Regions from separate parts of the Hordeum vulgare genome. Here all the other regions are linked to region 2. Evidence: chromatin contacts called from public Hi-C data. All regions are on one chromosome and are shown on one strand. Each heading gives the region's core, a stretch centred on a gene start, on an enhancer-like site or on the middle of the called end of the contact. The rest is flanking DNA. Distances are from core to core; before and after follow the strand shown. Region 1 holds the start of LOC123442925 (ribosome assembly protein 4-like). Region 2 holds the start of LOC123442926 (acyl transferase 9). Region 3 holds the start of LOC123442928 (glutamine--tRNA ligase).

What was found. A called contact is a pair of places that touch in the nucleus more often than the background predicts.
Region 1: a contact with region 2 is called in a Hi-C map of leaf, with 2.6 times the contacts expected there. The contact joins the promoter of LOC123442925 here to the promoter of LOC123442926 in region 2. A contact is called at or near these places in 3 of 6 Hi-C or Micro-C datasets (leaf and seedling).
Region 3: a contact with region 2 is called in a Hi-C map of leaf, with 5 times the contacts expected there. The contact joins the promoter of LOC123442928 here to the promoter of LOC123442926 in region 2. A contact is called at or near these places in 3 of 6 Hi-C or Micro-C datasets (leaf and seedling) and 1 of 1 datasets of contacts at active chromatin or transcription factors (embryo).

Annotation. Positions count from the first base shown.
Region 1 is chr3H:51,671,105-51,674,687 of MorexV3_pseudomolecules_assembly, forward strand. LOC123442925 (ribosome assembly protein 4-like) reads right to left here and starts at 1,604. Exons shown (of 9, transcript XM_045119110.1): 1 at 1,345-1,604. The coding sequence starts at 1,508.
Region 2 is chr3H:51,801,151-51,804,948 of MorexV3_pseudomolecules_assembly, forward strand. LOC123442926 (acyl transferase 9) reads right to left here and starts at 1,720. Exons shown (of 2, transcript XM_045119112.1): 1 at 1,200-1,720. The coding sequence starts at 1,631.
Region 3 is chr3H:51,985,181-51,988,906 of MorexV3_pseudomolecules_assembly, forward strand. LOC123442928 (glutamine--tRNA ligase) reads left to right here and starts at 2,208. Exons shown (of 21, transcript XM_045119115.1): 1 at 2,208-2,583; 2 at 2,795-2,842; 3 at 3,168-3,267; 4 at 3,491-3,586; 5 at 3,682-3,726. The coding sequence starts at 2,443.

The DNA.
Region 1 (3,583 bases), core at 354-2,853, 130 kb before region 2:
GCATTCAAATAGTCATGATGCAAATAAACAAGTCCACAGTCAGATACATGTGTAGTTTTCAAAGTCTCAAAATACTACTCCCTAAGCATTCCGAGGAAGTATATAGTATGACTCTCAAACATTAGACGGATTATGTGAGTTCAGAAAAAGATTAGACAGCATTGATCAACTCGTACTGTAAAACTTGCTGCAAAGCATTAAACGTTAGCTGCCTGAAACTTTCAAGTTGCGTGCACCTTATCAAACAAAGTTCATATTGTGTAGACAGTGACAATTCCTCCACCAACAGAATAACTATTAAACTACCAAAAAGTACTTTTCCTTCAAAAAGTTAGTCCAACAGAGTCAGAATATAAGTCATTTTGAATTGCACTAGTCCAATATTTGTAGGATTGACTATCTATAATGAAAGAATAACTAGCAGCAACAACATCAAATTGATATCTTCAACATGTAATAGATGTTCATAATGTATGATAGTACCTGAAACCCTAAACGCGAGCTCACTCTTCATGTACAAACCGTTCTCATTTTAGGTGAAACAACACTTCTAAATTCAAATTGATGATCAATGTGGCACCTTGAAAAATGTATCAATGTCCAAAAAAACACTATTGTTACGACACAGAGGGGGCATAGCATGAACATTAACACTGTTGCTTGCTCCATGTTTCAAATACTCTACTTTGCTGAAGAGATACAAATCTCAAGATTGATAAGTCCGCAGCTTGCAGTCCCAACAACCAAGACAACTAATAAAGTTGCTAGGTTTGTGCCACTAAATATGTGGACCCGCGAACCCTCTGACCGAGTGACCGTCTTACGATCAAGTTTGCCTATATCAAATGCCAACCAATCATACAACAATGAAGATGGAATTCTCCCTTTCAGTGCATCCCAAGAATTAATGTACTGTTCAAAAGTTCGAGGCTTCCTCAGTCTAACTGACACCCAGATGTTCACCCAAGAAGAAAATCATAGTAGAGTTCATAATTTTCCAGTCCCAATCATCGTCCAGGTACCTAACATCGCGGCAAATCACTTTTCCCCAAATTTTTAGCTCCGCAAAAGCTTCAAGATCCCAATCAAAAGCTTCAAGATCATTCGTAAACTCCGGCCACAAAAAAAATCACTGAGCTCTGCATCTGCACCCCAGGATCCCACCTTTCAGCTCCCAATCAACACTACACGTCTACACCGTACAATGACCAAAAGGGGGTAAACCTAATAACCTATTGCTTACTGGGTCTGTAAAAATTGCCCTATACAGCTGAGTGTGCCGACGCATAAATCGAAATTCCCGAATCGGACGAGAGACAGAGGAAAGGGGGTGAAGGAGGCGACCTGTAGAGGCGGTACCAGACGGCGTCGCAGTAGGCGATGGCGTGCAGCGGGCGGCAGGCCATGGCGAGGCTGGCGACGTCGCGGGCGCCCAGGTGGCGCGCGCAGTGGGCCAGCACGTCGCCATCGAGATCGACGAGCGTCCTCCCCGGCAACGGCGCCGACATCGCCGGCGACCTGAACCCTAGAACGTATCACGGTGGCCACCGTCTCAGGCGCGCGGGGAAGGGGGGAGAGGCGGCGGCGGTTGCTCTTTACCTCTACGTCTGTCCCCAAAATCTATAAACTCCTTTTTTTAGTACGTCTGATTTTTATCTTTTTACAATGTTTTTTTATTTCGACAATCCCTTATTGTTTCCATTCTTCATACCAGACTTGTACCGTCCATTACCCCTGTACATGAACATTTACGTCTGTATTGTGTTTTAAAAAAAAATTACGTTTGGAAAGCGTTTGAAATCGATGCGGCAGGCGGAAGCTTCGGTCGGTCGCAAGCCTCATCACGCGCATGGCACTCGTGCAGCCACGTCATCCTAACACCGGCCATGTAACCGCCCCGGTCTAACCTTATTCATCCTCGTTGACTCCTAAGAGCAACTCTAGCAGATCCCGCAAAAATTCGACCCGCAAAACGCGTTTGCGGTTTCACGAAGATCGCGTTTGCTGGTCGAAAATATGCGCGGCCGAACAAAACCCGTATCAAAACCTGCATAACGCGAAGGAAATTACAAAAATATAGTTCATCACATACTACATAGTTCATCACATGATCAACAAACTACAAGCATAGTTATACTACATGCTACGTTAAACTAGTAATAGAGGGGTCGGATCTGACGGCGACGAGGTCGCGGCAAATGGACGACGCCGTGGAAGAGCCGGACGCTCAATCCTCGTCGGAGCTACACAGGTCGACGTACTTCGCCACCTGCTCCGCACGGATGCGGCGCCACTCCTCAGCCTTCTCGTTGGCGGCGACGTTGGCAGCGACCGCCTGCTGCCACTGGAGGGCTTCGAGCTCCTCGGCGTGGCGCCGGCGCTCCGCCTCCTCGCGCACGCTCCGCTCGGTGATGGCGGCAGCAACGGCGTCGAAGTCCGCGACGTAGTCCTCGGGCCCGACCACTCCGCAACGGTCGAGCGGAGCAGGCTCCTCGGGCTCCTCCTTCACCGGGACGAAGGCGAACGGCGCCGGCTCCTCCTCGTCCTCCGACCACTCCCTCTTCACGGGGAGAAAGCCCGCGCCGGAGGACGAGGATGATCCGGCGTAGGAAGATCTCGCGGAGGAGAAGGACGCGCTACGACGGTCATACTCCTCCGTCTCGCAACGGTTGAAGCTTGCTGACGGCGACATCCCGCGGTTGGTCCACCTCCAGGCGCCGCGCTTCCTCGCGTCGCCCGCCCGGACGCGCCGCTTGCGCTCTGGGTCCCTCTCACGGTCGGATCTGCTGCCGGAGCCACGTCCGGAGCTCCACATTCGGCCCCACATGGCGTCTGGAGGCGGGGCGGGTGGTCGCCGGTGGCGAGAAATGTGGAGAGGGGAAAGGGGAATCAGGTGGCTCGCGGCGGCGGGGGGATAGGGTTTGGACCCGCAAAATGGTCGCGGAACCGCAGTTATACTGCTCGGGGCATGCGGGTTGCGGCAAAAAAAATTGCGGGTCGGGCGAGTATGTGGGCTGTGTTGTGGCCGGAAAATTGGGTCGAGCCCGCATACTCGCCGGAATTTTTGCGGGTCGGGCGTTTTGCGGGGTCTGCTAGAGTTGCTCTAAACCACTCATCTCCCTCCTATCCATCTCCCACCACTATGTCCCGTTGATCGTGTCGTTCTCATTGCCCCGCTTTTTTTGCCCCTCCCCCCTTCTGCATCCCAAAAAACCCTGCTAACGAGAGTCGTCAGCGTCGGTGCTGCCATCCTCATGTCGGCGAGCGACGGTCTCAAGAACGACATCGATATTTTCTGAGATGTTACAACTACTAGTAGAACGTTCGTGCGTTGCTATGGGCTAGTGCATATGAATGAATTAAACAAATGTTTAAGGTCATTTTCAAAGTCAATGTTCATTTCTCCCACTTACGTTCGGGCGTGTTTGGACATCAAACGACCATCCGTGGGCTCCCCAAGATTCAACCACGTGGGCAGTCCGAGCTCCCCCCATTTCAACCCATATGTGAGGGGAAAATATGACTGTTTGGACTATCCGTTATGTTATCTCGAAGACGTGATCCAAACACAAAAAAAAACACC
Region 2 (3,798 bases), core at 470-2,969:
CAAAAGCAGGGGAATGGATGGGCTCTCCAACGAAAACCCTTGGCTTCGAAGCGAACACATAAGTACATACATTCAGACACACACCACCTAATCTTATCTGGCAAGGACGGCACCTGCAGGCATAACCTGGCAGTACATCTCCGGCTGTCACCGCATAACAATAACAATAATTAAGCTGCAAGCCTGAAACCAGCCCCGATTATTTAAGACAAGAAGATGAAGCGAGATCGCCATCATCCCTAGGGTCAAAGCTCAGTACGCCCGGTGGTCAAAATTCGGCAGCTCCGGTCTCTCGTCCCATGGCGATCACTTTCATCACCGGAATGATGGACGGAATCCTCCGGTGCGTGGCGTACGTACCTACTGCGCACGCGAGTGCGGTTCTACCGAACCACCCGTAACCCGCTGGACACCACCACCGTACCATCTTCCCCACCCATAAAAGTCGCGATTGGTCGCACGTACCGTCGCAGGCAGCGGCGGCATTACGCATACACAACCCGCAACAGAACAAAATTGCAGTGACGCAGTGGCGACACCTCGCCTGAAACGCCAGGAGAACGCCTGGATTTCACGAGCTCGCCCCGCCGGCGGCCGCCATTCCTATCGGTTCCTGGCAGCACCGGCGACGGGACCATTCAGCCTACTTCCAATGGCGTCACAGTGAAGAAGCACGTCAAGCACGAAAGTGGAAACCATGCCGTTGCTAATCACGGCAGTACGGTTCACACTGCGCAGACACGCATCACGAGCTCTCTGCTTCATCACTCGGGGTAACTCCGGCCACGTCTAACTCCGGGTAGCCGTTAACCGCTCCAGGCGACGTCGTAATCGCTTTTTACGAAGACCGGTGACGGGCTGACGCCGGCGGGGCCCACGTGACAGCCTCCTCGACCGACACCGTCAACAAATCGTCTCCACCCGTCACTACCCACCCATGACGCGTCGAAGGGGAAAAATGGGAGAAGCTTCCCACCACGACGCCATCCATCCATCCATCCATCCATCAGCTGGCTGGCCGGCCATCTTCTGACCTGTCGGCTGTCGCCCCTGCTCCCCAGATCTACCCCCGCGCGCACGGATCTACCTCTCTCTACTCTCCCCGGATCGATGCGCCGGCGACTGATTTAGCTTAAGAATCACGGTGGCCGGCCGGCCGGCCGCCGGTAGCGTCACTGATGTGGAGCATGTATATGTACCTGCATCATCATGATGGTGTTGTGGGGCTCGACGGCCCAGAGATCGGCGGCGGGGTAGGGGACGAGGTCCTCCTTGGGGAGCAGCAGGGGGCGCTCCAGGAACCGGACGTCCTCCAGGCTGCACTCGGCGACGGCCTCCGCGAAGTAGACGCCGTCGGCGGTGCAGCGGATGGCGGGGCACCCCTTCTCCGGCTGCTCCACGATGCGCCCCGCCAGCGGGTAGAAGAAGGCCAGCGCCTTGCCCAGCGCCTCGCGGATCACGCCGGGGGCCGCGTCGGCGCCGGACCGGAAGATGTGCATCGACTCCACCAGGCCGCGGTGGGTCGGGTACCGGTCCACCCACGCCAGCGGCAGCGTGTGGTCGGGCGTCTCCGACGCCGGCTTCACCGCGCCCTCCGAGATCCGCGTCACCTTGAAGCTCGACGACGCCATGGCCGCTTCTTTGAGGCGTGTGTTTGCGATTGTGCGCGTGGGAGTCTTGGGACGAGGCTCTGGAGCTTTGAGCTTGAGCTGGTTCCTTAAATGGAAGTTTGGTCTTTGGTGGCTCGCTCGGCAGTCGGCAGTGGGTCGATGGTGTGTGGGGCCCGCCGCGGGAGGTGGGTGTGGGGTCGTGCGTTGGACTATTTTGCGGTGTGCCGTGGCTGCTTTCAACGGCGGAGATCGGCTGTCGGACGGGGTATTTCACGTACGGGTTTTCATAGCCGTTCAAACGCACATGCATGGCGGCCGTCCATACTTGGTTACTACAGTGGCATTTTTTCTGTTGCGACGTTTGTACTGCTGTGTTGCCCGCCGTGGTTCCATGTGCATCTTTGGCGTCAACATCTTTTTCGCCGCAACCTAGTCGTCGCAGGCAGGGTATATGCTCACACTAGCGTGGATGTAGGGATGTAGGAGCATCTACTCTCGCCTGGCCATCAAAACCAGCCTCTCCAGTGCGTGCACACGTGTTGGGGCGCGTGTGAAAATACTCCACCAGTTGTAACAGGTGAGTATTTAATTCACACTAGCATAAATGTCCACGAGTTGTAACGAGAAAGAAAATTACGACAACGACAAAGAGGTGCATGCCAAGATTTAGAAAAAAAAACAAAACATATACAGCTGGACATCAAATGACCCTTCATATGTCTGCGGACACATCCGGTCAATGGTTGGACAGGAGAGAAGAAAAAAAAGGACTCAACGAGACCCTTCATATCATGTCTATATGTTCCGGACTGCTCGCGAACCCGCATATTCATCTCAAAAATGGGAGGATATGAGTGCTCGCCGACGCGACCGGTCAGTCCGTCACATAGGAAGTGTCCTCATCCCGGACCATCCTTTTCTTTTCTTCATTCATTCTTTTCTTTCTTTTTCTTCCTCTGTGGCAATCACGTGTAAGTGATCAAAAATATAAGAAAAAAAATAAAGAGTGTGACTGTGTGGACGGACAAACAAGGGACACGACCGATCACTTATCCGGTGCGCCGAGGGCGTTTAGTGGTCATATTTGCAATGTCCGTCATACATGCTCTTATTCAGCAAAAGAATCCTCAACACTGAGATTAGGTCAGTACATACATTACTTTACCAATTACATAGTCCACGTTGTGTGCTTCGATTCGATTGTATGTGCATCTTGTCCATAGCGTGTGTACGTACCATCTAGGACTTGTATAGGCTAGCCCATATGGTTTTATACAAAAGCTAACTTCTTTGCATGTTCGAACCTATGTCGAATCTACAGCTGCTCCCGTCTTGGCTCTTTTTTTTGCCACGTTCTTTTTGTCCATAGCGTAGTATGACTCATCTTGTCTTGGCCTTCTTTTTACAATGTTATTTTATGATTTAATTGGAGCCCACCAGCATAAGTGAACGTTCTTTCTTTTTCCTTCTAAATTGATGCTCCCTTCGTTCAGAATTATTTATCGCATAAATAAATATAAATTAATGTATCAAGAAATTAAAATACATTTAGACATTCATTATTATGATAAATATTTTGAATGCAGGAAATAGAATCTAGTGTAAAAAATTGGGATGGTACTACTTGATTGGCTGCCGGATCCATCTTGTGACATGGTTGTATGGTAGTAGTTTAGTTGGCTGGACTCTTTGGTTTGATAGTGCATGCAACCTGCCACATTCACGTTTATACACGGCGCGCCGGTCGAGCTGCGTTCGGTCGATCTGGACGGATCGCGCGCGTCCCCTCCCCCCGCGCAGGTCGCCGTCGCCCCCTCCCCCCGCGCAGGCGTCGCCGTCGTGTGCTCCCCCCCCCCCCCCCCCCCCGCGCGCGCAGGTCGCCGTCGCCCCTCCCCCCGCGCAGGCGCCGTCGTCGTGTGCTTTCCCTCTGCGCAAGTCGCCGTCACCCCTCCCCGCGTGCAGGCACCGCCGTCGCGTGCTTCTCCTCTGTGCATGCCGCCGTCGCCCCCTCCCCCGCAGGCACCGCCGCACGCCCTCGTACCCTTCGCTGGCGCTGCTGCAAAACCACCAACGCCGGTGCTCGGGCCGAGCCACAGGGGAGATGACATGGCTGCCTCCTGCCATGGATTGATGTGTGTGTATGCATTTATTAAAAAAAGCTACAAGCGGTGTGCAAAAAGCTTCAAAC
Region 3 (3,726 bases), core at 958-3,457, 180 kb after region 2:
GGATGATTCTGAGGACGAGTGTAAGTGCATCTAGTGCCCCTTAGTGATTTTGGTGGTTTGAAGACTTATAGGTTAAGTATCTAATGTGTTTATTAGTGTACACATGATCTATAAGTCATTGAGGAGTTTGAGATATTTGGTGAATATCGACCCCTAAACATATATATCTTCGGTTGAAGAAATTGGTCTGAAGCTGAAGAAATGAATCGCGAGGAACCTGCGATGGAATTGATATTCCTCATGAAGATACTGAAATTGAGGAATTCGGTATGTCCTGAAGAAAATCACTTTGAAGACTTTGAAGCATGAAGATTTACTCTTTCTGTTTTATTTTCTTCGCATTTGAGTAATAGGAACACCGTACTGTTAAAGGGGGTCGAAGTTACACTTTGGAATGAATTTCCTCATGATGCTCAACCCAAGCCTAATCCTACCAAAAGCCTCAAGTGAGGAATACAGTGACATGAGGACTATCACAGTTGAGGGTTCCAACCGTTTCGATAGCCACGCCAAGTCATTGGTCTTATCCACTCCAACGGTCATATTATTTAAGGGCATTAGTGTCAAATCATGTCGGGATGCTCCCATGCTATAAATAGCCGCCCCCATAACCATTAGCTGGTTGGCTGCTCCATTAGAAACTCACACTTGTCATAAGAGCAACCCAATTCCTCAGAATCTTCGAGAGTAATTCATCAGTGAGGAAATACCCCATACACCGAAACCACAAACCAAACCTAGTGATTGAGCATCACTGAAGAAGTTGTTCCTGTGTGGGACTGAAGCCTTTTACCTTTGAGGACTGTGCATCCTCCAGACGGTTAGGCGTCATGGTCTAGAGCTTTCGAGCAGTCAATTGTGGATCGCCGGGTGACCAAGTTTGTGAGGGTTTGGAAGTCTGCCCTGAAGACTTACCACGAGTGTTGGGCGAGGACTGTGTGTTCTTAGCCCAAGGAGAACACGGTAGGGACTGTGTGTCCCGGGACTGTGTGTCCTTTGGTTTCAATACGAAGCCGCTCCAAACCAGATGTACGACTGTCACAACAGTTGGAACTGGGTCATCAACTACTGTCTTCACTGAGAAACGGGTTCTAATTCCTCAACTCCTTACTTTCCTCAAATTATGTATTGATGACTTTCACTGCTACTGTTTGAAGAATTTGCTGAAGACTTTCTCTGAATTTCCTCAACCCCAAATTCTTCACGTCAGTTAATCCTCATCTGTATTTTGCGTGCCTGCTCACAGTGCAATCTGTTTTCACATTCCTCACTCTCAAAAACTGCTGTTGTGAAACTTTGCACTTATGATCCTTTACTGTTTCGGCTGCAAGTTAGTCATCAGTGAGGAATTTCCTCAAAAGGAATTTCCTCAGTGATGAAATTCTAAAAATCTCCTATTCACCCCCCTCTAGTCGATATAACGCACTTTCAACGAGGACGAGTGAGGTGATATTTGCTGCGTATCGGAAGTTGTTCCATTGCAACGATGCGCTTGAAGCGGAGTTACATGTTGTTCTTGAGGGTATTAAGCTCACCACTGAGCATTCCGAAGCTACACTTATGGTTCAATCGGATTGTGTTGCTGCTATCAACGCCTTAACGGATGCTTTGTTGGATAAATCAGTCTATGGTCATATGATCCAAGAGATCAAGTTTTTTTAAGTGATAGGGTTTTTATTCCTGTTAAAGTTTCTCGCGATCAGAATAGAGTTGCAGACTGTTCAGCGAATTATGAACGATGTGGGGACAGTACAACTTGTTGGCTGGGCCACTCTCCTCCTTGTTGAGAATTGTAATTCTGTTATATTGGAATAAAAACCTATGACTTTCGTAAAAAAAAGAACTACCCACATGAAGAAAAAGGAAAAGAAGAAGCACATGTTGTCCCAATTGTCAAACAAAACAAAACAAAACAAATGCTGTTATTGGACCTAAGATTTACGCACATGACCCTAGAAAAAATGGTTTACGCACATGACCCTACAAAAAATGATTTACGCACATGATGATCCGTGTTCCTTTTGAGAGTGGATGTTTATCCGGCCGTGGAAAGCGATAGCCGTGACACGTCTCGAAACAAGCGATGCTCGAGAACCAGGCTCCCCACAGAGAACAAGTTCCGTGGCGCCCAAGTGCCAACTTTTATTGTTTTGAAGGGTTTTATAATTACCCAAGTGCCAAGTGAGCGACACATACCGTGGCCGCCACGCACATCGCCTCACACAACCCACGCGCGGGAGCCCACCCGCGGCATGGGCCGCCGGAGGGTTTACGTGCGGGCTCGCGTCAGAAACCCCCAACGCCGCGCACACTTTCCCCCAATCCCCCACACCTCTCTCGCTCGCAGCATCCCTTCCCTGTCCGGAGACGCCTGAACCCCAGCTGCGGCGCGCGCACGCGCACGGACACACACCCGACCCCGGAGCCGGAGCGCCGGCGGAGATGGTCGACGGGGAGAAGGCCTCGGCCCCGCCCCTGCTGCGGCTGGAGACGCTGCTCGCGCTCGGCCTCGACCAGCGCACGGCCGAGAACGCGCTGGTCAATAGCAAGGTCACCGCCAACCTAGCCGCCGTCGTAGCCGAGGTACACAGCCGCCTCCCGTCGTTACCCGTGAAGCACTCCCTTGATTTCGACGAGCGCTGCTCTGCTTTGCACCTGCCGCTAGGGTTTGGTTTCTGCTCGTCTGCGCTGCAAGTTGCGTTTGGCTTACCCTGACCAAATCGGCGCCACTTATAATCTCTGGGAAGCCCTGCCATGTTTTGCCCCTTTTAACTGTAGATCTGCACATGAACAGGCTGGGATAACTGGATGCGACAAGTCCGTCGGGAATCTTCTGTACGCAGTGAGCACCCGCACCAATTTCCCCTGCTAAATTTGAGAATCCTTATGACGCGTGTGATTTATGTTGGTGCACTTGTTCGTGAATGAAACAGGTTGCCACGAAGTACCCAAATAATGCACTTGTCCATCGTCCTGCTCTCATTAGCTACATCGTTTCGACCAAGGTATATATATATCTGCAGCCCATTCATGTTTCAATCCAGTTTCAACGCACAGTTTGCATTATCTGTTCTTTACTCTGAGCTCAAGCGAAGAACTAGTAATGTTTCAGTGCTTCTTTCTCCTTATGCCGTGGACCTGAAGTATTTCTTGCCATGTCACTTCAGATCAAGAACCCTGCACAGCTAGATGCTGCTCTGTCGTTTCTTACTAATACCGGTCCTGAATCTTTGGATATTGGGAAGTTTGAAGAAGCCTGTGGTGTAGGTATGTTTTCATTATCAGAATACAATTATATTCTTCTGCAAATTATAAATCATGTCTGCAAATTCACTGACTGTACACTAAGCATTTCTACCAGTGTGATTTGAGTTTGTTCGGATGATAAAAGAATATTGAATTAGTGCACACTGTTTTATGATCAGGCATTTTTTAAGCCACTGCTTCCAGTTTACCACCTTATTTATTATAATACAATCTGTGACTGCAGGTGTGGTTGTTTCTATTGAAGAGATTCAGTCAACTGTCTCTGAGGTTCTGAAGGAAAACCTGGAAGCTATATTGGAGCAGCGCTATCACATAAATGGTTTGGCTTCCATTTCACTTTTATATTACTGAATTTTCTGATTTATTACTAGAGGGAAGATAACTGGTCTTTGATCCTGCATTTCCTTCTCCTAGTTGGTGGCCTATGCGGACAGGTCAGGAAGCGGCACCCCTGGGGCG